2 separate regions of the Oryza sativa genome follow, and region 2 is linked to region 1. The links are chromatin contacts, called in public ChIA-PET maps. All regions are on one chromosome and are shown on one strand. The core of a region is the stretch at or near the end of the contact, and the rest is flanking DNA. Distances in the headings are between cores, read along the strand shown.

Evidence for each region. ChIA-PET counts read pairs in DNA pulled down with a chosen protein or histone mark.
Region 2: a contact with region 1 is called in an H3K27ac ChIA-PET map of leaf, with 9 times the contacts expected there. The contact joins the promoter of LOC4328807 here to the promoter of LOC107280052 in region 1. A contact is called at or near these places in 12 of 15 Hi-C or Micro-C datasets (leaf, leaf mesophyll, panicle and 2 more) and 3 of 4 datasets of contacts at active chromatin or transcription factors (leaf and seedling).

What each region holds. Positions count from the first base shown.
Region 1 is chr2:7,387,304-7,393,926 of ASM3414082v1, forward strand. It overlaps LOC107280052 (ethylene-responsive transcription factor ERF039), which reads left to right and starts at 2,918. Exons shown (of 1, transcript XM_015769257.3): 1 at 2,918-4,110. The coding sequence starts at 3,020. The coding sequence ends at 3,763.
Region 2 is chr2:7,451,771-7,458,268 of ASM3414082v1, forward strand. LOC4328807 reads left to right here and starts at 4,681. Exons shown (of 3, transcript XM_015767931.3): 1 at 4,681-4,985; 2 at 5,728-6,224; 3 at 6,307-6,498. The coding sequence starts at 5,739.

The DNA.
Region 1 (6,623 bases), core at 1,668-4,167:
CAATAGATAAGGTTAATTCACAGTGTGATAAGTTAATCTGTCTACTAATTATTTGGGAATCAATCACAATTGTTTGTAGTCTTGGCAGAGGAAGGATGAAATCGACCAGTGATATTCCAGTTCTGTGCACAAGCAGAGATAATTAACCCAACATGGATATTGATTTATACAGGTAGATGTATAAAAGTGATCAGAAGCTCCTCTATAATGAAGTAAATTACAGGCAAAATGTGGGTATATGTGGTGGTTGATTGTTTGACCTGCAGTCACCACCCTAGCTAAAATAACTTATCGTGTGGTTTCATAACAACCAAGCCACATGATTCCTAGTTTATTTATCATGGAGATAAATGTTACACATTTGTTTACCAGCATACAAGACCTGGACACGTGCAATTGGGGATCGTAGTACATATCTAGCCAGATCTTTCTGCTCATTTAGTTTCATGGCTAGATTTTACTATGAGTTGCTTTATGAATCAAACCAGAAATTCTGTACTGAAGTATTTGTGAATGTGTATATTTGTCATGTAGTAAAAAACACGAATATTAGGGAACGACCTAATATGAAATAATTAGAAGGGGTGAGACTTCGAACCCAGATCATTTAGCCCGCTATCTTGTGGAGCTAGCCGGAAGACGACCCATGGGTGTTTGTCGTATTTGTCATGTAGTAGTGTTTATATTCTCCATTATTTTTTAAAATTTTTTTAACATTAGTTAATCATAATTTGCATTTTTTTTTAATTATGACGCATTCAGCTAGTATATATTCAACCAAAGTTACAACATTTCCATTTTTGTCCGATTAACGAGGGAACCACTTATGTGCTAGTAGTATATATATAATATAATACACGCATGCATGGTACCAGACCAGCTCATAATTTTCAGGTACTTTGGTATGTCATTCGTGTTTGACTCGGTTTTTAAATTCACTCGTTTTTAAAAATACATATATGTGTTTGAGTCGGTTTTTAAATTCAAATGCTTTTGGAAATACAGAAGAAGAGTCGTATAAGAAATCTCTTTAAAAAAACTCGCATGCTAACTTGAGACGATCAGACTCCTAATTGCCGCTCATGATTCTGTAAAACTAAACAAATCCAAGCGAATTCTCACGGTGAATTTTACCTTAACTAAACCATATAATAATAATCAAAAGAAACCTCACGCGTTGCAATGCACGGGCATTTTTTCTAGTCTGATTAAATATTTAAATTGCCACATGAATGCATCAAGAGCATGAACTTGGTATAAACAGAAACTAAATCCGAAGTTCCGAACCAAACCAAATTTGGCCTATTATTTTTAGAACCTCACTTATGAAATATTTCCCTTGCAATTATGTACGCGTTCCTAAAATCCTTGCGTTCCAAATTAAGGAAATCGCTGTGTACACAAAAATTAAATCCAAAATTAGTTGCTTAATTATTACAGGTGATCAAAAGTACTCCCTTCATCTCAAATTACTTGTTCTAGATTTGTCCTTAATTGGTCAATGATATTAATCTTTGAATATGAATTTATATAATTAAACTTATATAGTTTGACACATCACAAGATTTATATATTTAGATTTATCATGAGAAATCCTATCATAATGTTGCCAAACCATGCAGATTTTCAAAAATTAATAGTCAAAGTTAGCTAGCTAGACACATTTGATTTATAATAACTAATCCGAAACGACTAGTAATTAAGACCACGTTTGATTCAGTTTAGGATTATGATAATCTGAATTATTAGGAGTAAGCTGAAACAAACAGATAGCTTATTATGATTGATTATTATAATCTATAAGCCGGATTATTATAATATGATAATCCACTCTAAAGGTGCTTTTTCTAAATTATTGGGTGAATAACAGCTAATAATCCAGAGAATCAAAAGGCTAACAGCTTATTCTATGTCAGTTTATTATAATCCAGCTTATAGTAATCTGATTTAATAATCTATATTATAATAATCTTAAGCTGAAATAAACAGGCCTAAGTTGAAACGGAGAGAGTACGTAGCAAAATCAATCAGAGCTGGGTGCATATGCAACGAATTAAATCGGAGATCGAACGGTCGATCGAAACTAAAGCAGTGTACTGCATGCAACGGCTTGCAATGTGTGTACCAGTCTAACCACTTAGGTACTTAAACCAACCAAAAAAGTGTAAGCAACCCAACGAATCCTTGCATGGTTCGTCAACCGTACGTACATCAACTCCAAATCGGGTCCCCGTAACTATACGGCATTATGGCGGCGCTATATATTTCTTCTATCTATCTACTCTCTCCTTCTCCAGATATTTTGACGCCGTTGATTTTTTAAAACATATTTAACCGTTTATCTTATTTAAAAATTTTAATTAATTAATAATTCTTTTCATATCATTTGATTCATTGTTAAATATGCTACTACCACTTAAGTTTTTAAATAAGACGAACGGTCAAACATGTTTAAAAAAGTCAACGGCGTTAAATATTTAGGGATAAAGGGACTAATTAACTATAGATTATATATATAATAAGATTTACTTCGGTTCAACAAAAAAATATCTCGAGATATCGGTACCAAATCATTTTCTAATTGTTGAATCTAACAATGCACATCCTGACCAGCTCGATCCAACGATCGAAAACAATTTGGTAACGTCAGGTACCGGTATATCGAGATACTTTTCGTTGGACCGGAAAAAATCTCATATATAATAGCCATAGTTAGCCACACAATGATGGGTTGCAGCTGACACACACTGCCAGTACTACGTGGTTATACTGCTAATGCGTCATTAGCTCAGTTAATTAGCCATTGAGAGGCGAGCTCGATCGAGGTGAGGAGGTTAGCTCAGCTGTCGCTGTGAACACGGAGCTCTCTCTCTCTCTCTCTCTCTCCTCTCTCCTCTTCACCCGCTGCCGCCCACTACTACTAAAACGGGCAACTCATCCACCTCCTCGACGCAGCCTCACTCCTCCTCCATTGCTACCTCAAGCTCCAGCTCGAGCTCGAGGCTTTGCTTTGGCCGCAATGCCGGAGCTGGAGGTGTGTAGCCCTGCGTCGTCGGGTGGGGCGTCGCCGCCGGAGTCGCCGGTGGAGGGGAGGAGGGGAGGAGGAGGAGGGGAGAAGAGGGGGAGATCAGGGGATGGCGGGAGGCACCCGTCGTACCGCGGCGTGCGGATGCGGGCGTGGGGGAAGTGGGTGTCGGAGATCAGGGAGCCCCGGAAGAAGTCGCGCATCTGGCTCGGCACGTTCCCGACGCCGGAGATGGCCGCGCGCGCCCACGACGCCGCCGCACTCGTCGTCAAGGGCCCCGCCGCCGTCCTCAACTTCCCGGACATGGCCGCCTCGCTCCCGCGCCCGGCCTCCGCCTCCCCGCGCGACGTCCAGGCCGCCGCCGCCCGCGCCGCCGCCATGGAGCCCCCCCAGCCGCCGCCGTCGTCGCTCACCGTGCAGGCCGACTCCGCCGCCGCCGCATTCCTGACGCCCAAGAACGGCGGTGTCAGCGGCGCCGGCGCGGCGGACGACGAGCTCGAGGCGATCGTCGAGCTGCCGCGGCTCGACGAGCTGGACGCCGCCGAGCTCGTGTTCGGCGCCGCGTTCCAGGACACGGCGGCGGAACACCCGTGGTGCGACCCCGTCTGGATCGACGGCGGCTACGCGGCGGCCGCCGCGGCGGCGGCGGCGGCCGCGGCGCACGACGACCTGTTCGGCCTCGACGCCGACCACCATGGATGGGCCCAGTCGGTTGGTGCCCTCTTATGGAACCTGTGATTCGATCATAATAATAATTAATCTCTAATTAATTACCAAGTAATTAACAGCTCTAGCTTCTTTAATTTTAATCTCTCCTTTTTTTTCCAGCTTCCTAAATCTGTACATAGGTTTCCAGTTTTTTTTCTTCTTTTTTTAATCTTTTTTCAGGCAGGCTTAATATATATTTCTGCTTGATTTTTTCCCCTTTCGTTTCAAGTGTCCTGTAGCTTTGCCTTTTTGTTCAGTTTGGGGCTCTTGTCTTCTGAATTTGTCTTCCCTCTTGCCTAGTGGCTCTACCTGCAGAGTGTCAACTAAGCTAAGTCATTAATGACTTAATTATGTATAATAAAAATCTTTACATGCAAGCACTACATTGTTAATTTGGCCATCAATGGTCCATAATTGAATCCTCCTCCTCCTCAACCATTACTATATTATCATTATATACTCCATCCGTTTCGAAATGTTTGACACCGTTGACTTTTTAGCACATGTTTTACCGTTCGTCTTATTTAAAAACTTTTATGAGATACGTAAAATTATATGTCTACATAAAAATATATTTAATAATGAATCAAATGATAGGAAAAGAATTAATAATTACTTAATTTTTTAATAAGACGAACGGTCAAACATATGATAAAAAGTCAACGGCGTGAAACATAGGGAGTATATGTACAACTCCTAGCTAGCAGCTAGGTTCCTGCATGCATATATATTCAGTGCAGGGGGCAATTGATTAAGCAACAACTTCAAATGACGGCTTTAATTTAGTACCATTGCTATCAATTGGGTAATTAACTAGCTAGTGTTCTTTGATCACTCATCCTAATTATAAAGTGTAAGGAAAAAGTAGCCGAAGCACTACTGACTAGTAGTACTGAGGCAGCCATTTTTGTGCGTGTGGTGAAAATTGAACTTAACTTAATTTGATCAAAATGTAACTTTCTTTCACTGCTTTAGTAATTATTTGGTCAGCAACTAGTCCAACGGGCCATCTTTTGGCTTATTCAAGGAATAAGTAAAATGGTATATTTGTAAACGAAAAATAATTTATGAATAAAACTTTTATATACGCGTTCTTGGTGATATAAAAGTAAAGGTTGAAAAATAAAACTACAATTAAAAAAACCCTAGAATCAACTCTAAATTTAAAATTAAAAATTTAAATATTGGCTTATAAGTATAAGCGAAAAAATGAGATTGCAAGTACGCTGCCGTAGCTAGCTACACACTTTCCGTCCTAAAAATAATTAATTTTTAAGGATGAATTTGGCCGTACCTCCGGAAGTTGATATTTTAGGGATAGATGGGTATAGGTTTAATTGTGTGCTTAATTGATTAATTAATCCTATATATATATATATATATATATATATATATATATATATATATATATATATTGATTATTATTTGAGAGAGGGACACACACTTCAGTACATCTCTCTCACGGACACGCAAAAGCAATTAAGCTAGCTAGAGAGTTGTCTGTTGTATTTTTTGGATGGTGTGAAATTAAGAAAGCAACAAGATATATGGCTCAATCCATGTAATGCACCCCAAAAATATCGCCATGCATCTATCGTCCAAATATTTGGTTGTACTATACCTTTTTTTTTTTTTGGTTCCATCCTTTTGTTCGTTTCTTGTCATTTTTCTTGGACAGCCACTGATTGGAAGAGAGCCATTTCCAGTCTATTATATAGCTAGGTTGTGGTTGGGAGAGATGCCAGCTCCATCTGAGTAATGACTGGTCAGAGGTTTTCTCCAAGTGAACAGTGCTTCTTGGTGTGCATGTCAATATGCATGTGTGTGGTTTTTTCAGAATATTCAGAGTTTTGTCCAGGTCCAAGTACGTCATGCTGCTGCTAGGTAGTAAGGCTTGTCTGCACTGTTCTGGAGTGAGCTCGATTAATTGGTCGCAAATGTAATCCTTCAGACAATGCGCAGAGAGTTTCACAGGACCACCACATGGGAGAGAAAAACAAAAAGACAGATATATTACTCCGCTTAAAAAAAACTTAATTTCTGATTGTGTAACTGGACAAGTATTTAAAAAAGTTAATGTTTTCTTAAACAACTTAGGAGGAGTTTTTATTAGCTTTTTGACTCAGCTACCTTTCTCATCTATCATAAACACGTTTTTCAAACCATTAAATGATGTGTATCGTAAAAACTTTATATATATTCTTTTAAAAAATAAATCTATTTTTATTTTATAATAGTTAGTACTTAATTAATTATATACTAATACCTAATCTCATTTTATATGCCGCTAAAAATCTCGACCTATATATCCAGCTATATATCCCCACATTCGGACAAAGCCAAATTGAGAGGAGGGAGTACTAGATTTGTGTGATGCATGGGCATACGCAACACACGGACGTGCGCATTCAGGGATTGATTTGTACTTGTGAAGGGAAACAACACAATGAACGGGTAAAGAAAAGGCGAGTCATCATACAGGGTGTAGGGATATGCAACAAGTTGTGAAAGCAAGAGAGATGTGTGTCAGGTGATCAGGACCAGATCAATGTAGTACACAGGGTGTGGGTACTCCTGCATCTTGCAAAGGACAGGATTGACTGCAACAGTGCAAGTCTTCCTGGTAAAATCTGATTTGGGAATGAAACACTGGAACATGCCGAGCTAGTGTACGTACTACGGATTACGGATCAAACTGTCGTGTACTGTAGTACTCCCTCCCTACTATAAAATATATGTAAAGCTTTTCACTATTTATATGTCCAACGTTTGATCGTTTATTTTATTTGAAATTTTTTTATGATTAGTATTTTTATTGTTACTAGATGATAAAACATGAATATTACTTTGTGTGACTAATTTTTTAAACTTTTTATTGTAAATTTTTCAA
Region 2 (6,498 bases), core at 3,431-5,930, 66 kb after region 1:
AAGACGCGGGAGAAGGGGAGGGCGTCGACGCCGCGCGAGTGAGGTCGAGGATGGAGACCACGGCGGCGAGGTGAGCGACCTCACGGCATCGTGCAAGCACGGCAGTGGCCCGGTGGAGTTCCGCGGCTGCCAAAGATGGGCCCGACGGGTGTGCAGTGGTCGTGCATCAGCTGTCGTGGGTGGGCGCTGGGTGGCGGAGCTCGAGGAAGGCGAGGGTGCCGCTGCCACCGCTTCGTCACCCGCCGCCGTATCGCCGGGCGCCAGATGTCCTCTCCCACCTCGCAGCCGCCGCCGTGTCGTCGGGTGCCGGATGTCCTCTCCCGATTCGTAGCCGCCACCGCGTCGCCGGGCCCCGGATCTCCTCTCCCGCCTCGCAGCCGTTGCCGCCGCCGCCTCGTCGCCCGGCGCCGCGTCGCCCACCGCCGGATCTCCTTTCCCACCTAGGCACGGCGACCTCCTCCCCTCCCACCGGCCACCGTGCAGAGAGAAGCAAAGTGACAGAGAGAGGGGATGAAGGGAGAGGAGGGAAAGAGATGGTGATGATGTGGCATATTGACATGTGGGACCTATGTGGGTCCCACGCTGACTCAGCCGCCACGTCGGACAAACCTGGGTCCAAAACCACCGAAGGACCTAAAGTAAACGGTTTCGTGAGTTAAGGGATATCCTATATCCGGTTTTGTGGTTGGGGGATGATTTTGTAACTCGATGATAAGTTGAGGGACCTCTGGTGTACTTTTTCCTTCCATTTTTACCTCATTGCTGTCAAACTGCTATCAATGCTAATCAACATAGTACAAGATTGCAATATTTCATTTTTTTTTTCACCTACAAGCAAGCATTAACTCAAGGGACTGTCCACCAGTTGATAGAAACCCTTTAGAAATCATGTAAATTTTAAACCATTCGATTACTTTAAGATTCATACAAATCAATCAAACCCTAAAACCCATTTGTTCCTCTCTCTCTCCGCCCCCCTTCTCCCAACTCCCCCACACGCTGCCAATGCTATCACAGGCGTCTAATCGCGATCTGCACCATCTCCACCACCTTCGCCCCAGCGTGCCAAGGTCTGGCTGGCCGAAATGTGTCAATGACTCTGGCAAGGCCTCCCAATCTTGCCTTCTTTCACTCCCTCTCCTCTCTTTTTTCTCAAGCCAGCGGGGTGAGTTGCCCCCGCTCAGCTAGATCCACCACCACTGACCGTCGCTTCTAACCATTCCTTCTGCTTTGTCTCCTGCAGCCAACACTAGCCCGTCGCATGCTTATGATCCCGTGGCTTCGGCGGCGCCGCGGCTGCCTCGCTGCTCACCACGGGTTACCCTCCCATGTCCGTTCCTCTAAAGCCGACGACATCCCCCCTTCCCCCTCCCTCCACCCCAATGACCCTAATCCGTAGGTCCCTAGTGAGGCTTGGGGTTGGAAAAGATGAGGAGGTTGTTTGAGCTGAAGGAGAAGGGTGGTAACAGGAATCACAAAAGCACATCCGATGATACAAAATCTACAACATTTGGAAGTCCATTTTCTATCAATGAAGGTTAGCAGTTTCGTTAATTCAAGTTATCGACAAACAGGGTGCACGATTGCAAACAAGAACCGTCAGCCATAATCTCAAAGGAACAAAGCGGCTATTAATTACACTGAATTGAACACATGAAACGCCACATTCATCGATCGAAAATGCAAATACGTACAAGATGACACACTCCATTTAATTAACACAAACTAACAGTTTGAACTTGAACAAACACTGATCCTAAATTATCGACAGCAACGACACTGCTTGAACAACCCTGAATTAAGCAAGTTAATTCGAGCAATCATTAATCCTAAATGAAATTACAATCCTACAGTAGATATTACGCGCTTGATAGTTTATCAAAGTGTCAAACCAAGCCGGCCATGGCCATCGCGGCAGCCGACACGACGGGAGCGAAGAACGACGCCGCGGCGAACGCGGATCCCGCCGCCGCTCCGGTGTCGTAGTCCGTCGACGGCGCCGGCGCTGCTGCCGGCGGCACGGCGGCGAGGACGTTGATCATGAGCCTCTGGCCCTCGTTGCAGCGGCCGAGGTCGGGGCTGGCGAAGTAGGCGAAGCCGGGGACCTAGAGGTAGAACACCCTGGCGCCGTCGCCCGGCACGGGGGCGTCGCCGGCGTCGACGCCGGCCGTCTCGTTGCAGTGGTAGTACCCCGCCTTGCTCACCTTGATCACCGAGTCGTTCCTGTACTCGAACTCTGCCACCACACGCCATGGATGCGAATGCGAATGCAAAATTAAAGAAGAGGAGATCGATGACGAGTTGACGACGATGAGATGAAACTGCCGTTGATTCGTTACCGATGGAGTCGCCGACGTAGAAGGCGATGGACGACGCCCACCGGGAGTAGTACAACTCCTCCTCCTCCGGCGGCGGGGCGATCCACCCGTCGGGGCCACCGACGCGGTACTGCTCCCCTGCCGCCGCCGCCGCCGCGCCGGCGGCGAGGACAGCCACGGGAGGAGACGGAGACGAGACGAAGCCGCGACAGCCGCCATGCCTGACTGACTGATGAAAGCGCCGATCGATGGAGCGATTGCCGGAGATCGAAGAAGAAAGAAGCGGAAACTGCTCGTACGTGTGATTGATGGTGTGCCGCGGCGATCGACAGAAGTGGCAAGAATTTATAGGCGGAGGCGCGCGATCGATCGATCGAGCCGTTGAGAGGGGGAGCGTCGGCGGCGGTTGCGTCAAAAAGCCTCGTCGGCGCCGCGCGCGCGGGAGGGAGTGGAGAACGTGGCCGTTTGAACTCGGTCGTCTCCGCGCGCTCTGCAGTTGCATATGCGATGCGAACTTGTTCGTGTCTGCACCGTGAAGACGAGGTTTGGAATTCAGCCCATTTGTTTTTCGTCAACAATTTCGGTCCATAGGGGTGTATGGGCTTGAATTACGGCCCATACATGTGGACCGGTGGGCCGGCCCTTTAACGATAATGGGCCTGGAGTTGTCTGTTCATTATTAAGCTTTGGAATAAGTTCACTTTAGGTCCCTCTATTTCTTCGTCAGTTCGATTTTCATCCCTTAACCGCAAAACCGGGTATAACCCGTCCCCCAACTTACGAAAACCGGGCAAACGAGGTCCCCTAGCAGTATGGAGCGTAGTTTTAATTGACTGACGTGGCACTTGCATGGCTCCTTTGACTGATATTCGTCCCACGTGGCATTGACATGGCGTTTACATGGCAATTTTATCCCCACAAAATAATAAAAATCGTGGGACCCATATGTCAGCTACACACAAAATAATTCCTCTCTCTCTCGCAGCCAGAGCAAGCGATGGGTGGGGCCGAGAGGGGCGGGCCGGGCCGCAACCGGAGTAGGCCGGCAAAGCGGCGGCGACCGGAGCAGGCGAGGGGCAAGGCGGCGCTCCACGCACTCCCTCTTCTTCATCATCGCGCCGCGGCGCCGCCTCACAGCCGGCGGAGCGGCGGCGGAGCGGAGGGCCAGGCGGAGTGGCGGGGCGGCGGCATGCCGCGGCCACGAGACGAGCTTGTAGATGACACGGCTCCCCGTACCCATCGCCACGACCGCCGCGGTGGCGATTGCCATGTCCATCCTGGCGCTCCTCCCAACCCCAGCAGCGCTCCCCACCACCTCCCCCGCCGCCGCGCACCTCGCCGCCGCATCCTCCCTAGGGTCACCCTCCTCGTCCCCAACCACACCGCCACCTCGATGCACCGCACGTGCGCCACCTGCATCACCTCCCTCTGCCTCATGGTAGGGAGGAGCTCCATCGCCGCCGCCGCCGGCGGTCCGTTCGTCAGGGATGCAGGTATGGGTTGCTCCGCTCCCGCCGGTCGCCGTCGCGTGCCCCTTTGGCCACCGCCACGACTTCTCCCCCGCCGGCCGGCCGCTCCGCCCCTCTGCTCCGCCCACGACGCACCGCTCCTCCTCTTCTTCCCCGCCGCCGCTCCGGCCGTCGACCGGCCGCTGACCACCCCACTTCGCCCATTGGCTCCACCCCTCTGCTCTACCACCGCTCCGCCCAACGGCTTCGCCACGCTGCTCCGGCCACCCCTCTACTCCGCCCAATGGCTTTGCCTTGCCGTCGGCCGCCCGCCTCGCTGCTCCGGCCGCCAACTGGCCGCTTCGCGCCATGACACGGCGCCGCTCTGACCGCCGACCATCCCTATGCTCCACCCCACCGTCGCCCGCTCCGGCCGCCACCCACCACGCTCCGCCGGCTTGAGAGAGAGGAGGGAGAGAGAGGATAGAGGGAGAGGAGATAGAGAGAAGAGGTAGTGATGATGACGTGTGGGTCCACATGGGCCCATCATTTTTTATTATTTGTGTGTGAAACTGACATGTGGGTCCCACAAGTTTTATTATTTTATCGGATCTAATTACCACGTAAGCGTCACGTCAACAACACGTTAGACAAAAACCTAGTCAAAATGAGTCACATAGGTGCTACCTCAGCCAAAACCAGATATAATACTGTTGAGGGGCCCATTTAAACTGTTCCGTAAGTTGGGGGACCCGTCGTATCCGGTTTTGTGACTAAACGAAAATCGGACAGGGGCGACAAATGGAGGGCCCCAAAGTGAACTTATTCCTTAAGCTTTTTAATGGACCTCTGTTAAGACCCACAAGTTTATGTGGGCCTGGTAATTATCTGGCGGCCCATCCAGAATTCCAGACAAGGCTAGTCAACTCGGCAAGGGTTTCCTCGCCGTTGCCGTCGCCGTCGCCGTCGCCGCTGCCGCTTCCGCTTGCGTGCCCTCGTCGCCGTCGAATCGCTCGCCCGTCGGTCGGGTCCGGTGACCTCGCTGCCTCCGAGATCCTCCTCTCCTCGCCTGCGCGCTCTTCCCGTCGGCTAGAAGGGCTGCTTCTTCCGTCCCGGCTCCGTCGCCATCCCCCCGCCGGCGGCGACTTGGGCGGCCTCGGCTACTTCGCCCTTGTTTTCCGGCCAAGTTGAAGGTTCCGGTTCCGTTTCCGATCCTCAGGTAAAAGAGCACATACTTCTCCAATCATTTGAATAGCTAACAGCAATCCATTGTGCATTTGTGCTTCATGCGGCTACGGATGTATCCATCAATTAGTTGAGAGATAGGATCGATTCACTGTGTGTTCTACTGATGTGTAAATGCCGCTATGTTCTGCATCATCTGTGCTGTGGGATTTGCTATTTCTGTTACTTTGATGCGGCCGCGGTAATGTATAGGAGTAGGAAGGATTTATTGGCATTTCACCAATCGTCCTTAGTTAGGTAGCTGATGCGACGCTGAAGTTGGCTGCACTGCCTCAACAGTATAACTGAGGGCCTTTCCTTGAATCATTCGTGTGACTTCTTTCACATTCCTCTGTTGTTTGGAGGAATACCAAGGGGGATGGGCTCATCTGTAGAGTATTTTTTAAAATATAGACAGTAGCATGTGTTCTGGATCATAAACTATGCGAAATTGCGAGCCAAAATTTTGATGCAAGGTTGCTTTGTTACAAATATGATCTGTATTTCCTTGATTTAAAATTAAGTTGTTGTGTAATTTGTTCAACTACAAAGAATGTAAAATCTTGGGACTCGGATTGTTGGCCTGTATTTCACGCATAAAACTACAAATATTGTTATGCTTTTGTTTAACTCCTCAGGGGTTTTGCAGCCAGCACTCGAATTTTCATCATTGTTTTAGGCATTTGATATTCTTATCAGTTCATCATTCTAAAATTAATCTACTCGGATTCTAATAGATTTTGAGAAAATGGATCCTGAAGATCTTACTGACTCTGAGGAAGATGAAGATGATGACATGATGTTTTTTATCTTGCCTACACTATATCTTGTTTCTACTGGAAGCGAAGAGCCATGTCATACATCGAAGTTCAGTGGTGCAGAGTGGATTTGTGAAGTGCTTGAAGATGACCGTGGTGAAGGCTATGCCAAATTTCGAATGGAGCCTCAAATTCTTCAGAAATTTTCAGACCTTCTTAGGTCAAAGAATCTTTTGCGGAATACAAGAGGCGTTTCTGTGGAAGAGCAAATTGGCATGTTTATTTATATGCTCTCTCGAAATGCCAGCTTTCAGAAAATGAGTGATAGATTTGAGCACAGTAGGGAGACTATCCATAGACATATCAAGGCATGCTTTGATGCAATCACCTCATTGACAGATGAGTTTGTCAAGCATCCTTCAACTGAGACTCATTGGAAAATATCATCTGATCCGCAATATGGGCCTTATTTTAAGGTAGGTTTAACCTGTCTCTTTGCATTGTATGAAGTTCTACACTTCTCTGCTACATCTGAATCAGTAGTGTGTTTCCTTGCAGAACTGTATAGGGGCAATCGATGGAGTTCATGTACCTATCACAATATCAGACTATGAAGCAGCTCCATATCGAAATATAGAAGATTCCCTTTCTCAAAATGTGATGCTGGCTTGTGACTTTGATTTGAATTTTGTCCATGTGTGCAGTGGCCACGAAGGGTCTGCATCCGACGCGGCAGTCCTATATGCTGCT